Regions from separate parts of the Hordeum vulgare genome. Here region 1 is linked to region 2. Evidence: chromatin contacts called from public Hi-C data. All regions are on one chromosome and are shown on one strand. The core of a region is the stretch at or near the end of the contact, and the rest is flanking DNA. Distances in the headings are between cores, read along the strand shown. Region 1 holds the start of LOC123439077 (oleosin-B6-like). Region 2 holds the start of LOC123439130 (BTB/POZ and MATH domain-containing protein 1-like).

Region 1 (6,208 bases), core at 3,496-5,995, 160 kb after region 2:
ACGGAGATATATGAATTGCTATTTAACCTCATCCAAGGACCTCCTCGGTCAAATCCGATTCAACTAAAGTTGGAGAAACCGACACCCGCCGCTCATCTTTGAGCAACGGAGTTGGAGAAACCGAAACCGACACTCGTAGCGATGAAACCAGTCTCTCGTAAGCATACGAGTAATGTCGGTCCGAGCCGCTTCGATCCAACAATACCGCGGAATCAAGAAAAGACTAAGGAGGGAAGCAAGACGCACATCACCGCCCACAAAAACTTTTGTGTTCTACTCGAGATTACATCTACACATGAACCTAGCTCATGATGCCACTGTTGGGGATCGTCGCATGGGAAACAAAAATTTTCCTACGCGCACGAAGACCTATCATGGTGATGTCCATCTACGAGACGGGATTTCCGATCTACGTACCCTTGTAGATCGCACAGCAGAAGCGTTAAGAAATGCGGTTGATGTAGTGGAACATCCTCACGTCCCTCGATCCGCCCCGCGAACCGTCCCACGAACCGTCCCGCGATCCGTCCCACGATCCGCTCCGATCTAGTGCCGAACGGACGACACCTCCGCGTTCAGCACACGTACAACTCGACGATGATCTCGGCCTTCTTGATCCAGCAAGAGAGACGGAGAGGTAGATGAGTTCTCCGGCAGCGTGACGGCGCTCCGGAGGTTGGTGGTGATCTAATCTCAGCAGGGCTCCGCCCGAGCTCCGCAGAAACGCGATCTAGAGGTAAAACCGTGGAGGTATGTGGTCGGGCTGCCGTGGCAAAAGTTGTCTCAAATCAGCCCTAAAACCCCACTATATATAGGAGGGAGGGAGGGGAGGAGGCAGCCTCAAAACCTAAAGGTTTGGCCGAAATTGGAGGTGGAGGAGTCCTACTCCAATCCTACTTGGAGTAGGATTCCACCTTCCCACTTGGAAACTCTTTCCACCTTGTGTTTTTTCCTTCTCAGACCTTATGGGCCTTAGTGGGAACTTATTCCAGCCCACTAGGGGCTGGTTTATATCTTTCCATAGCCCATGAGACCCCTTGGGGCGTGACACCCCTCCTGATGGTCCCCGGCACCCCTCCCGGCACTCCCAGTACACTACCGATGAGCCCGAAACTTTTCCGGTAATGCACGAAAACCTTTCGGTAACCAAATGAGGTCATCCTATATATCAATCTTCGTTTCCGGACCATTCCGGAAACCCTCGTGACGTCCGAGATCTCATCCGGGACTCCTAACAACATTCGGTAACCAACCATATAACTCAAATACGCATAAAACAACGTCGAACCTTAAGTGCGCAGACCCTGTGGGTTTGAGAATTATGTAGACATGACCCGAGAGACTACTCGGTCAATATCCAATAGCGGGACCTGGATGCCCATATTGGATCCTACATATTCCACGAAGATCTTATCGTTTGAACCTTAGTGCCAAGGATTCATATAATCCCGTATGTCATTCCCTTTGTCTTTCGGTATGTTACTTGCGTGAGATTCGATCGTCAGTATCCGCATACCTATTTCAATCTCGTTTACCGGCAAGTCTCTTTATTCGTTCCGTAATACAAGATCCCGCAACTTACACTAAGTCACATTGCTTGCAAGGCTTGTGTGTGATGTTGTATTACCGAGTGGGCCCCGAGATACCTCTCCGTCATACAGAGTGACAAATCCCAGTCTTGATCCATACTAACTCAACGAACACCTTCGGAGATACCTGTAGAGCATCTTTATAGTCACCCAGTTACGTTGCGACGTTTGATACACACAAAGCATTCCTCCGGTGTCAGTGAGTTATATGATCTCATGGTCATAGGAACAAATACTTGACACGCAGAAAACAGTAGCAACAAAATGACACGATCAACATGCTACATCTATTAGTTTGGGTCTAGTCCATCACATGATTCTCCTAATGATGTGATCCCGTTAACAAGTAACAACCCTTGCCCATGGCCAGGAAACCTTGACCATCTTTGATCAACGAGCTAGTCAACTAGAGGCTTACTAGGGACAGTGTTTTGTGTATGTATCCACACAAGTATTGTGTTTCCAATCAATACAATTATATCATGGATAATAAACGATTATCATGAACAAAGAAATATAATAATAACTAATTATTATTGTCTCTAGGGCATATTTCCAACAGCAGGTGCATCAAGGATTAATTAGGTGCATGCCCAGCTAGCACTGTGAGTCATAACCCCTTGCCCTTTTTCCGCACTAGCAGGAGATGGGTGAATTTTGGTCGCCAAGTATTCCTCCGTAAAAAAATATAAAAATATTTAGATAATCAAAGTAATGTTCTAAACGCTTTTATATTTATTTACATAGTAAGTAAGTAATATCACCAGCTGGACGATCTGCATATTCCCTTGACTGCTGGATGAAAGAGCTGAGCTAGATCGGGTCGTCCATCTCGCCAAACTGCACCTAACCTTATAAGACCAATTACTACGTGAACAATGCACGGGTGACAGGTAATGTAAACAAGACTGACTAGCTAGCCTCACAAATACACTTAAATGATTGAGGCAATGGGTCAATGACCATTCCGTTGGGCACGCTAAAAGGATCCTAACAAAGGGATAAGATTAGGTATCCCTTTTCCCGTTCGCTCGCTCGCTCCCCTGCGAGCAACGGGCGAACCCCCAACCACCACCCCGCTCTCCTCGGGTGTCCTTTTCCCGTGCGTGCGTAGGGGGTGTGGGGGGACGAATCCTATTTGGTGCTGCGGTCCTTGGTTAAAGTGCATTTTTCTTAACCGACGCCTACAACGTTCGGTCATGGGCCGGCCCATTGGAAGGAAAGGTTTTTCGGTTTTGTGAAGGTTCCAAAAACTTTTCTAGATGCGTTTTTTCATTTAGGTTTTTTTAGGACTGGTTTTTCTTTGGTTTATTTTTTTCTCATTACTTTTTCATTTTCATTTTAATGTTTATATATTTTTTATTTTTATGGAAAAATGCAGCCATTTTTTGATTAACATTTTTGCAAACGAACAAATGTTTTTCCAAATTAATGAACCCTTTTCAGAATTTTATGAATTTTCTTTTAAAATTTTATAAACATTTTTTAATATTGATGAACTTTTTTCCAATTATGATGAAATTTTTGAGATTTGATGATTTCTTTATGAAATGGATGAAATATTTTTAAAATGAGAAACTTTTTAAAGATTTATGAACGTTTTTTTCAGTTCAACAAACTTTTTAAAAACTTTACTCAAATTCATGAACTAATTTTAAAAATTCGTGAAATTTTTAAAAATTTATGAACGTTTTTCCAAAACGCAGCCATTTTTTGATTAACTTTTTTTCAAACAAACAACTATTTTTCCAAATAAATGAACCCTTTTCAGAATTTTACGAATTTTTTTTATTAAAATTTTATGAACATATTTGAATATTGATGAACTTTTTCCAAATTATGATGAACTTTTTTTTGAAATGGATGAAGTTTTTTTAAATGATAAACTTTTTTAAGATTTATAAACTTTGTTTCAGTCCAATGAACTTTTTAAAAACTTTATTCAAATTCATGAATTAATTTTATAAATCCGTGAAATTTTAAAAATTTATGAACTTTTTCTCAGATCATAGTTAATTTATGAACTGTTTCAGTCGACGGACTTGCGAGAGCTGCTCTTATTGCACATAGTTACATTTGGACGGCTCATATGATACATAGTATACAGTGGCCGGACGGCCGGCCGGGGAGTCGGCGACGGCGCTCATTTCTTTGCAGCGGCAGCCTGCTTGTGCTTGTCCTTGGTGGTGGAGTTGGACTTGGCGGAGAGCTTGAGGTGCACGCCGGGGTCGCCGCCGCTGCATGAGCTGTGCAGCATCAGCGAGTTGTTGATCACCTGCACGTTGCTGTTGATGAGCGCCGTCATCATCCCCTGCTTCTTCTTTTCGCCGCCGCCGTGATGCTCCTCCCACGCGGCGTCCTTGCTGTTGCCGCCGCCCACCTTCATGGACGCGCCCTTGTTCTCCCCCGCCAGCGTGATCACGCTCGCCGCCTGGTGGCCGTGGCCGGAGCCGGATGAGCCGGTGGCCCCGTGCACCACGTCGGCGACGCCAGCCTCCTTGATCTGCCCGTGCAGCGCCTTGGACCCCTTCTCCTTCTCCTTGTCGTGCTTGCCGTCCTGGCCGGAATGGGCATGGTGGTGCTTCTCTTTCTCCTTCTCCTTGAGTTTGTCGTGCTTGCCGTCCTGGCCGGCGTCGGCATGGTGGTGCTTGTCTTTGTCCTTCTCCTTGAGTTTGCCGTCCTCGCCGCCGGCGTGGTGCTTCTTGTCCTTGCTCTTGTGGTCGTCCCTGTCGGCCTCCTTGTGGTGCTTGGTCTGAGCGGCGGCAGCAGCAGCAGCGGCAGGCGGGTGCACGGTGGTTTTGTCCGGCTGCGGGACGACGTCGACGTCCTTGGGCTTGGGCGCCGCGGGCAGAGCGATCGGCTTAGGTGCCGGCTCGGCGGCAGTAGCACCGGCGTTGGAGCTGGTGTTGGGCGGCGGCTCTCGGATGGGCGCGAGCGGCGAGGCCCGCGACGGGGACGCCCGGCTCTGCGCCGCACGAGGAGGAGTCGGGGTCGGGGTCGGGGTCGGAGACGTAGGAGCGGCGCCTCTGGTGGGTTGGCGGCGCGGCGAGGACGGCGACGGGCGGCGCGGCGCGTGCGGGCGCACCGGGGGCGTCCCGGTCCAGTAGGGGAACCAGTACCTGGGCGGCTGCTGCTGGTGGTGGTCGCCGTCCGCCATGGACTCCTTTGTGTTTGTTGGTTGGTTGATTTTGATTACACGACGACGGCGGCGGGATTGATTTATAGCGGATCGGAGGCAAACAAAACAATCTCATTTGAAGACGACGGAGGATGATGCCGGCAATGGCGGGCATGGAATCTGATCCTGCCTCGCCGCGGAGGGGAGACGACGATGACGACGACGAGAGGACACGCCTTTGCTTTGCCCTGCAGAATGTATACTTGGAATCTCTCTTTAGAAGGAACAAATCTTTGCTTGCTTGCGACGTGTTTGCTTGCTCCATCTCCATCTCCATCAACAACATCCTTCTCTTTTTTATTTTTTTTCTTTAATAAAAACTCAAAAAATGCGTATGAATAAGGTATACGCGGGGGCGCTAACGATAAACTTCTTCACAAACCTCCAGCTGCATGCGGAGCGAGCCGCAAGTTAGGCTGGCTCGTCCAAACCCAGATGTCTACAACAACATAATCCAAGGTCGATCGATAATTAAAATGGATGTGGCACCCCCTGCGATAGAAGCCAAGGACAAGCTTTCCGGTCCAGTTTGTCGTGGAAAATGAAGAACTTGTGGTTGTTTGACAACTTTCCCATGGTTGTTTGATTCTGCCTAGTGTCCCACCTGTTCATCATGGTGTGGCATCGGCGGAACGACTATAACCTGTTGGATGTAAGGTGAGTGTATAAAATGTTCCATGACTGTCTTGGAGTGCATGAACAAATTTTGGAATGAACATGACATCATTCTTTCTTATTGCCAACCCGTTATGCTGCCAAAATTTCTAGCAAAAATCCTGATTGTTTTGGGCTGGGTGAGGGATTTAAGTAATGGGGAAAACTCGGCCGTCAGCTTCGGGTGGAGGAGACTAAGGGTGGCACCGATGAGCTTTGGGCGGGTGGGGGAGGAGAGCAGGGCGGCGACGCCTCGTTGGATGGAAGCCGGAGAGGAAGGACGGTCGGGCGTGGCGATGAGATTCATGGCGGCGGTGGCGTACGCATCAGGCTGTCCGTCAACGTGCGTTCATCCTGTGTGTTTTCCTACAGCAAAGGCCCAACACAACGCGGTCAGCCCCTGTGTTTCTCCAGCTGCCCTGACGCCCGACGGCCATGGCTTCCTGCGAAGGACAGAGAGAGGGAGGTGAGATAGCGAGAACCGGAGAGAGGGAAGGGAAGGAGAGGAGGGAAGGGCGGCACAGGGAGAAGCGGACATGGGAGAGTGGCGGCTGGGCAACCCACGTCGCGCGGCGGGGAGGAGAGGAGCCTGGACACCGAGGCTCAAATCTGAATCAGGCGACCAGAGCCGTCGCCAGACCAGGAGGAGGTAGCCGTGCCGTCCCTATTCTCCCTTCTCTTCACCCCATCTACAGGGACGCGGAGCGCCGCTGCCGGCCATGGAGGGTCGCCGCCGGACCGCACTATGCGCCGCCGCGTCCCTATTCTCCCTTCTCTTCACCCCATA
Region 2 (6,538 bases), core at 2,655-5,154:
CCAACGGGTCATTGACCCATTGCCTCAATCATTTAACTGTATTTGTCAGGCTAGCTTGTCAGTCTTGTTTACATTACCTGTCAGTCTATCACCCGTGCACCGTTGATGTAGCAATTGGTCTTAAAAGGTTAGGTGCAGTTTGGTGAGATGAACGACCGGATCTAGCTCAGCTCTTTCATCCAGCAGTCAAGGGAATATGCAGATCTAGCTGGTGATATTACTTACTTTCTACTTTCTTTCTTTTCGAAATTCTTGTCTTAGATTTGTCTAGATATGAATGTATCTAGTTATGTTATAATATTTAGATACATCCATTTCTAGACAAACCTAAGACAATAATTTTAGGACGGAAGGAGTATGTAAATAAACATAAGAACGTTTAGATCACTATTTTGATGGTCTAAATTTTCTTTTATATTTTACGGAGAAATACTTGGCAAGCAAAATTCACCCATCTCTTGCCAGTGCGGAAAAAGGGCAAGGGGTTATGACTCACAGTGCTAGCTGGGCATGCACCTAATTAATCCTTGATGCACCTGCTAGAGGAAGAGAGTAACATATTATATACTCCGTGTGCATGTCGGCTAGCTATAAAGTTGGCAAGAAACTTCATGCGAACAACATGTATGCATGGAACAAAGCAAAGTAATTAAGCAGCAAAGTGGGTGGATCGTTGGGATTAATGTAATAATAGAATGTTGTTCTTAACTGAAGTGATCCGTTGCATGGATAACTCTCAAGCAAAACCAAGCCAGGGAAAGCACATCAGGCTATCAGCTTTTTTTGCTCTCTCTCACTTTGGCTTAACGCCCACGCGAGCCTGGCATCATATATGCATATTTGTAACGTCGTCCCCTTCCGTTACTTGATTTCCAACGGCTACAGTTTCCGTCTGACTGTTAACTGACGGCCGCCGACGTTTTATCTCGTCCATCAATTGGTAAAGTACTAGTTAAACATAGCCAAGATCACCATTACAGTAATTAGTCACTTTTACTGGAGTCAAATTCGCAGCATTGTAAGCCGTCTAGTACTACTAATATATGAAAAGAGTAGAAGTAAAACATTGTTTATATCGGAATAATAACCCTGCAACCCAATGAACTAGATGGTTTTGTTCATGTAAATTATCTTCATGGGTTGAACACGAACTGAACGGTTCCCTTCCATCTGCCCATAAGGTGGTGTTGTACATATGTTTATGCATTAAGAAAGTCAAGAAAGAATGAAATGGATGATATGATACACCTGATCTGTATTTACTGCACCTTCTATTTCTACCAGCAATACCAGAGGATACATCAACATCGGTTGTTTCGTCAGTTGAAAAATTCCCCAAAACCAATATACCAGAACCAGCAGCAAGCACTTGGATTGAAACGACCTGCAACCAACATAGTGAAAATCACTTCAAAGAAAATTAACAGAGTTGAACCACGGGTGAAGAAAAGATAGTGTGGTTGGGAGAAAAAAAACTACGGAGACTTTGAAGATGGAGGGGCAACCTGGTGGATCGGACACACATGGCTGCTAGCGTGCTAGGGGGGAAGCTCCATGGAGTCGGTGGACGTATCCTCAGGCAGTCGAGATGAAGTCCTGCCCTGGTGTGTTGTGCTGACCTCCGGTAGCGGCCAATCTTGAAGCCTTGGCGAGGTGGATGCGGTCGTGGCGGATTTGACCGCCGCCTGACCTGGTCGATCTCCCTCTTCTTTTCTTTTCTGACGAGAGGAGATGGTGGGAGACGAGGTGGACGGCTTTGGGGGATTGGATCTGGGAAGAGGCTGGCTGCGAGGTGACATGAGGCAGATGAGGTGGTTGCCAGCGGCGATGTGTGAGCCTGATGGGAGCGGAGGGGAGGGGTGGACGAGAGATAGCGGCGGCGCGCTTGGAGGAGTCGGGGTGTGGAGTGGGGGGAGGCGGGGCTATGTGGACACGGAGGGAATTACGATCGTTCTTTCCACATCCGACGTTGCCATCGTTAGTGAACCTGAGGCTTCCGATTCGGCCATGGGAATAGCAGCCCCAGGACATTCGGCCCAGTACCAGCCCATGCGAGAAAACAATGCCTTGGACGGTCAGGGACGGCCGAGATGCACGATCCAACGGCCGAAATCGCTAATGGCCTGAGAGAGCTCGGAAAGGGTTCGGTTTTACTTTCCACATCCGACGTTGCCATCGTTAGTGAACCTGAGGCTTCCGATTCGGCCATGGGAATAGCAGCCCCAGGACATTCAGCCCAGTACCAGCCCATGCGAGAAAACAATGCCTTGGACGGCCAGGGACGACCGAGATGCACGATCCAACGGCCGAAATCGCTAATGACCTGAGAGAGCTCGGAAAGGGTTCGGTTTTACTGTCCTTAATACCACCATGGTCCATTGGTTACTCAGTATCCAACGAATGTGATGTTTGTTACTGCTCAGTATCCAACTAAAATATACAGTATTAGGTCGTTATCACTGGCTGGAATAATCTTTGATTTTACACGTCAGCTCCAACTCAACTAGGCCCCCTCTCTCTCTCTCTATATATATATATCTGAGATGGAATCTACTAGATTAATGCTTACCGACAGGTTGCTTACGGATCAATGATCAACTAGTACAGTACGTAGTAATTATTGCATGTCAACTTAGTTAGACTCAAGGCTAATCAAGCAAGCTGTTTCTGTCAAGTGTCAACCAACATGAACACGACTTGGTTCATTACGCTGCAACCGCGAAACGCCCAACCTAAGGCGACAGCTGAATAGTAACTGGAGCTAGTATGAAGGACCAAGCAGAAGAAAGAGGGGGCTAGTTAATTAATCAATACAGTATAACGATATTTACCGTAGTTAGACACATGCTCAGTGCTTAGGTAAATTTTAAAACAACCTTAGTGTAGTGCGCGTAGCTCCAAATTAACTCCTAGATATTGTGATTTGCAAAGAAACAAAATCCTAGTCACCTCTGTTAGGTTGAATCGGCTGTGATCCCACTTGTTCTTTGGTCGGGAGCCACTGATTTATACTCGGCTTACACATAAACCGAGTCCGTGATAAGTGACACTCGGTTTATAGTGCCTAAGCCGCGTACGCTAAGCTGACTATAACACTTGGTTTACATGTCGCCGAGGTTTTAATGCTCTTTGCCGAGTATGAAACATACTGGGCTTTATTTATTTTTCCTGTTGCTATCAGCACCGCAGAAAATTCAGAAATTCCGGACAGTTTCCATGTGGTTCTTGAAGTACGTTAGGAGTGTAGGGATAGACAACCGGTGGGGTAATTAAGCTTTGGAGATGCATAAATAAAGCATGTTATTGCAACAGGCTGATTCCTCTTCTATATGCCAAGTCATATCTGCAAAAACGATACAAATTATGCTTGATACGTTGACAAATGTCCAGCACTCATCTTGCCGAAGCCGACGGTGTGTCTGATAATATTGCTGCCGGACACCGGCATATCCTAATTCTCCCATCGACAAGAACGGCGGCACAATTAATTAACTTTACTTTTACTAAAGCAATGCAACAAGAGATCAGATGCGAATAAGATGAGCGTTGCGGACTGAAGCTCCAAATGCAACGTCAGAAAAATAAACCAGCAACGTTTGATCAAAGCAATGGATAACGGAAAGTAAAAGCCACATGATCAGGCTATGATGCAGATGCAGGGCAAGCATCGCCCCTCGAGACGCAAGGAAAGCAGATGTGCTCAATCAGCAACCTTTCTTCACACGGTCAAGCTAGTCATGATCACACCCTAAGCGAAGCAAACCAGGCCAGCCAATGAGACAAGAAAGTTATTTTAGAGACGGACAAATCGAGCGACTAATGTATTATGGAAGTGAAACACTTTTAGGACTATATTATTAGCTGATGAAGAGTCAGACAATCAGAATGGCCAGCTTATAGAAGAGCCCACAAGAACCAACAAGATCTTGGTTCAAGTTACTGTCTGATATAATCCTTTGGTACATGGAGAGAATGAGATGAGAGAGACCGATGGCCAAATGCCCACAAAACGGAGTCTCGCGTCGCGTCTCTCGACTCCGGCCAGCTCAAACAACAGCAATCCGAGTTGAGCTGCATGCTTGGAGAGACAAGCTTCAACTGCATACCAGTCAATCCGATTCAATATGCGATTAAAGCAAACAGAGATGGTTATCCATGTCCGGCTCGTATATGGATTACTAGTCGGACAGCTTATAATTAATTAGCTTCTATATAGTCTCATGTATTCCGTTGATCGAGTGTACATCCAGATCCAGCCAAGCCAAGCTAGCTAGCGGAGATCGATGACTCGCCGTTGCCCATGGAAGAAGCGGACTACGCCGCCGCCGGCGTCACGCAAGCCGACATCGTTCGTCCGAGCCGAGCACGAGTTCCACATCGTCGGCTACAAGGCCGACGCCCGCGCAGCGCTGGCCTACAACGCCAACTATTCCATCCTCTCCGGCGCCTTCGAGGTCGGCGGCCACACCTGGGCTCTCGAGTGCAGCTTCCACAACAACGACGACGACGAGCACCTCACCTCCATCACCCTCCTGCTGCTCACCCCCTACACCACCCAAGACGCCGTCGTTGCCAAGGCCAGACTGAGGATCGAGGACCCGCTTGGCAATTGGCCCGCCGCCGTCTGGGAGAGCGACGGGACCTACACCTTCCACGTCTGGTCCGGCAACACCTGGCTGCTGTCTCAGTCTCAGGCCGGCAGGAGCTGGACGTTGCCGGTGCCGGACGCATTCCGCGGCCACGAGAGCCGCTACGTGCAAGACGACCGCCTCGTCATCCTCTGCACCGTCGAGGTCCTCCGGGAGGAGGACTCTGGCGTCGCCAAGGACATGCACAAGCTTCTTCTCCTCTCGTCGGAGCCCAAGAGTACCTCCACACCTACACCTGCACCTGCATCCCCATGCATGCTGCCGGAGCCGGACGTGACGTTCGTGGTGGAGCAGGCCGAGATCCAGGCGCACAGGCTGATCCTAGCCATGCGGTCACCGGTGTTCGCCGCGGAGCTCCTCGGTGAAATGAGAGAGGGTACCACCCGTCGCGTCATGGTCGATGACATGAGCGCCTCAACCTTCAGGGCCATGATCCGCTTCATCTACACCGACGAGCTGCGCATCAAAGGAAAGACGCCGGCGACGAAAAAGGTCGTTGGTTGCAAAGAGAAACGTGCGGCGATGCGTCGTTTGGCCATGGCGCTTGACCTGCTCGTAGCCGCGGATCGCTACGACATCGAGAAGCTGAGGCTCATGTGCGAGAAGACGTTGTCCGAAAGCATAGACACGACGTCAGTCATGCCGACATTGATGGCGGTGCATGGCCGGCACACCTGCCGTCAGCTGGAGGCCTCTTGCATTGACTACTTGGCGTCCGATGCCAACGTGTATGCCAATGTCAAGGCGACAGAGGAGTACAAGGAGCTAGAGGAAAGCTGCTGTTCCTTCCTAGCCGATGTGACAGACAAGGTAGCCACCACATGTATATTAGCGGACAACCACGCCGGCGACACTACCAGCGTCCGCCGGCCAGAGAAACGGACAGCGTCGACGTATAACACGTCGGAGTTGGCTCACAGCATACACGAGTTGAGGATCCCAAACATTGAGAGCCTGCAAACGAGCTCTGGTGCCAAGCAAAGATTCAGTTCGGACACTTTTCGGATAGGAGGCCATGACTGGAAGCTGGACGCATCGGTGAAGGAAGGGAAAATTTCCGTGTTCGCCACATTGTTGACCGATCCGGGAAAGGCTGGTGTTAGGGCATTGGTATGTTTCATGTTGGATGACCCTGGTGGAGAGACGACCCTAATCATAGGGCCTTTTGAAGACACCTTCACCTCACAAGGTGCATCCTATGGGTATGTGGATTGCACCAGCGTGAAAGATGCCGTGTCGTCATACATGCTACCACATGATGGATCCCTAACAATTCGTTGTGAGTTTATATTGACCACCAAGGCACGCACCGGTGGTACCAGCGGCAGCGACACCTCTGCCGGTGCCGGAGACGACGCTCCTGATGTGCCACCGCCTCCCAACGTTGCGTATCATCTTGAGCAGCTCCTGATGAGCCGGAAGGGGTCAGACGTGACGTTCCTAGTCGAAAAGGAAGAGATCCACGCGCACAGCCTCGTCATCGCCGCTCGGTGCCCGGCCCTCTACATGATGGTTGTGGACAGCAACCAGAAGAAGGAGCACGTCGTAGCCGTCTGGTATATGAGGGTTGGAGTCTTCAAGGCGGTGCTTCACTTCATCTACACCGACGAGCTCCCTCCCTTGGAAGACATAGCCGTTGCCGCGGGGCACGATGTGACGACAATTGCCTATGGCGTGTTGGATGCCGCGGCTCGCTTCCATCTGGACGGGATGAAGGACAAGTGCGAGGCCTTGATTGGTGTGTGTGTGTCGCAACAGAACGTGTTGGCCATGATCAGACTAGCGGGCCATCACGACCGCAAGAAGCTCCAGGATTACTGCATGAAGTTCAAGTGATCTCCACACGTGGATAACCAATAATGCATAGGTTACAGGAGTTTTACAGGCAG

What was found. A called contact is a pair of places that touch in the nucleus more often than the background predicts.
Region 1: a Hi-C map of leaf shows a contact between it and region 2, with 8 times the contacts expected there. The contact joins the promoter of LOC123439077 here to the promoter of LOC123439130 in region 2. A contact is called at or near these places in 2 of 6 Hi-C or Micro-C datasets (both in leaf) and 1 of 1 datasets of contacts at active chromatin or transcription factors (embryo).

What each region holds. Positions count from the first base shown.
Region 1 is chr3H:3,307,204-3,313,411 of MorexV3_pseudomolecules_assembly, forward strand. It overlaps LOC123439077 (oleosin-B6-like), which reads right to left and starts at 4,746. Exons shown (of 1, transcript XM_045115828.1): 1 at 3,733-4,746. The coding sequence starts at 4,746. The coding sequence ends at 3,733.
Region 2 is chr3H:3,150,674-3,157,211 of MorexV3_pseudomolecules_assembly, forward strand. LOC123439130 (BTB/POZ and MATH domain-containing protein 1-like) reads left to right here and starts at 3,905. Exons shown (of 1, transcript XM_045115879.1): 1 at 3,905-6,538. The coding sequence starts at 4,284. The coding sequence ends at 6,485.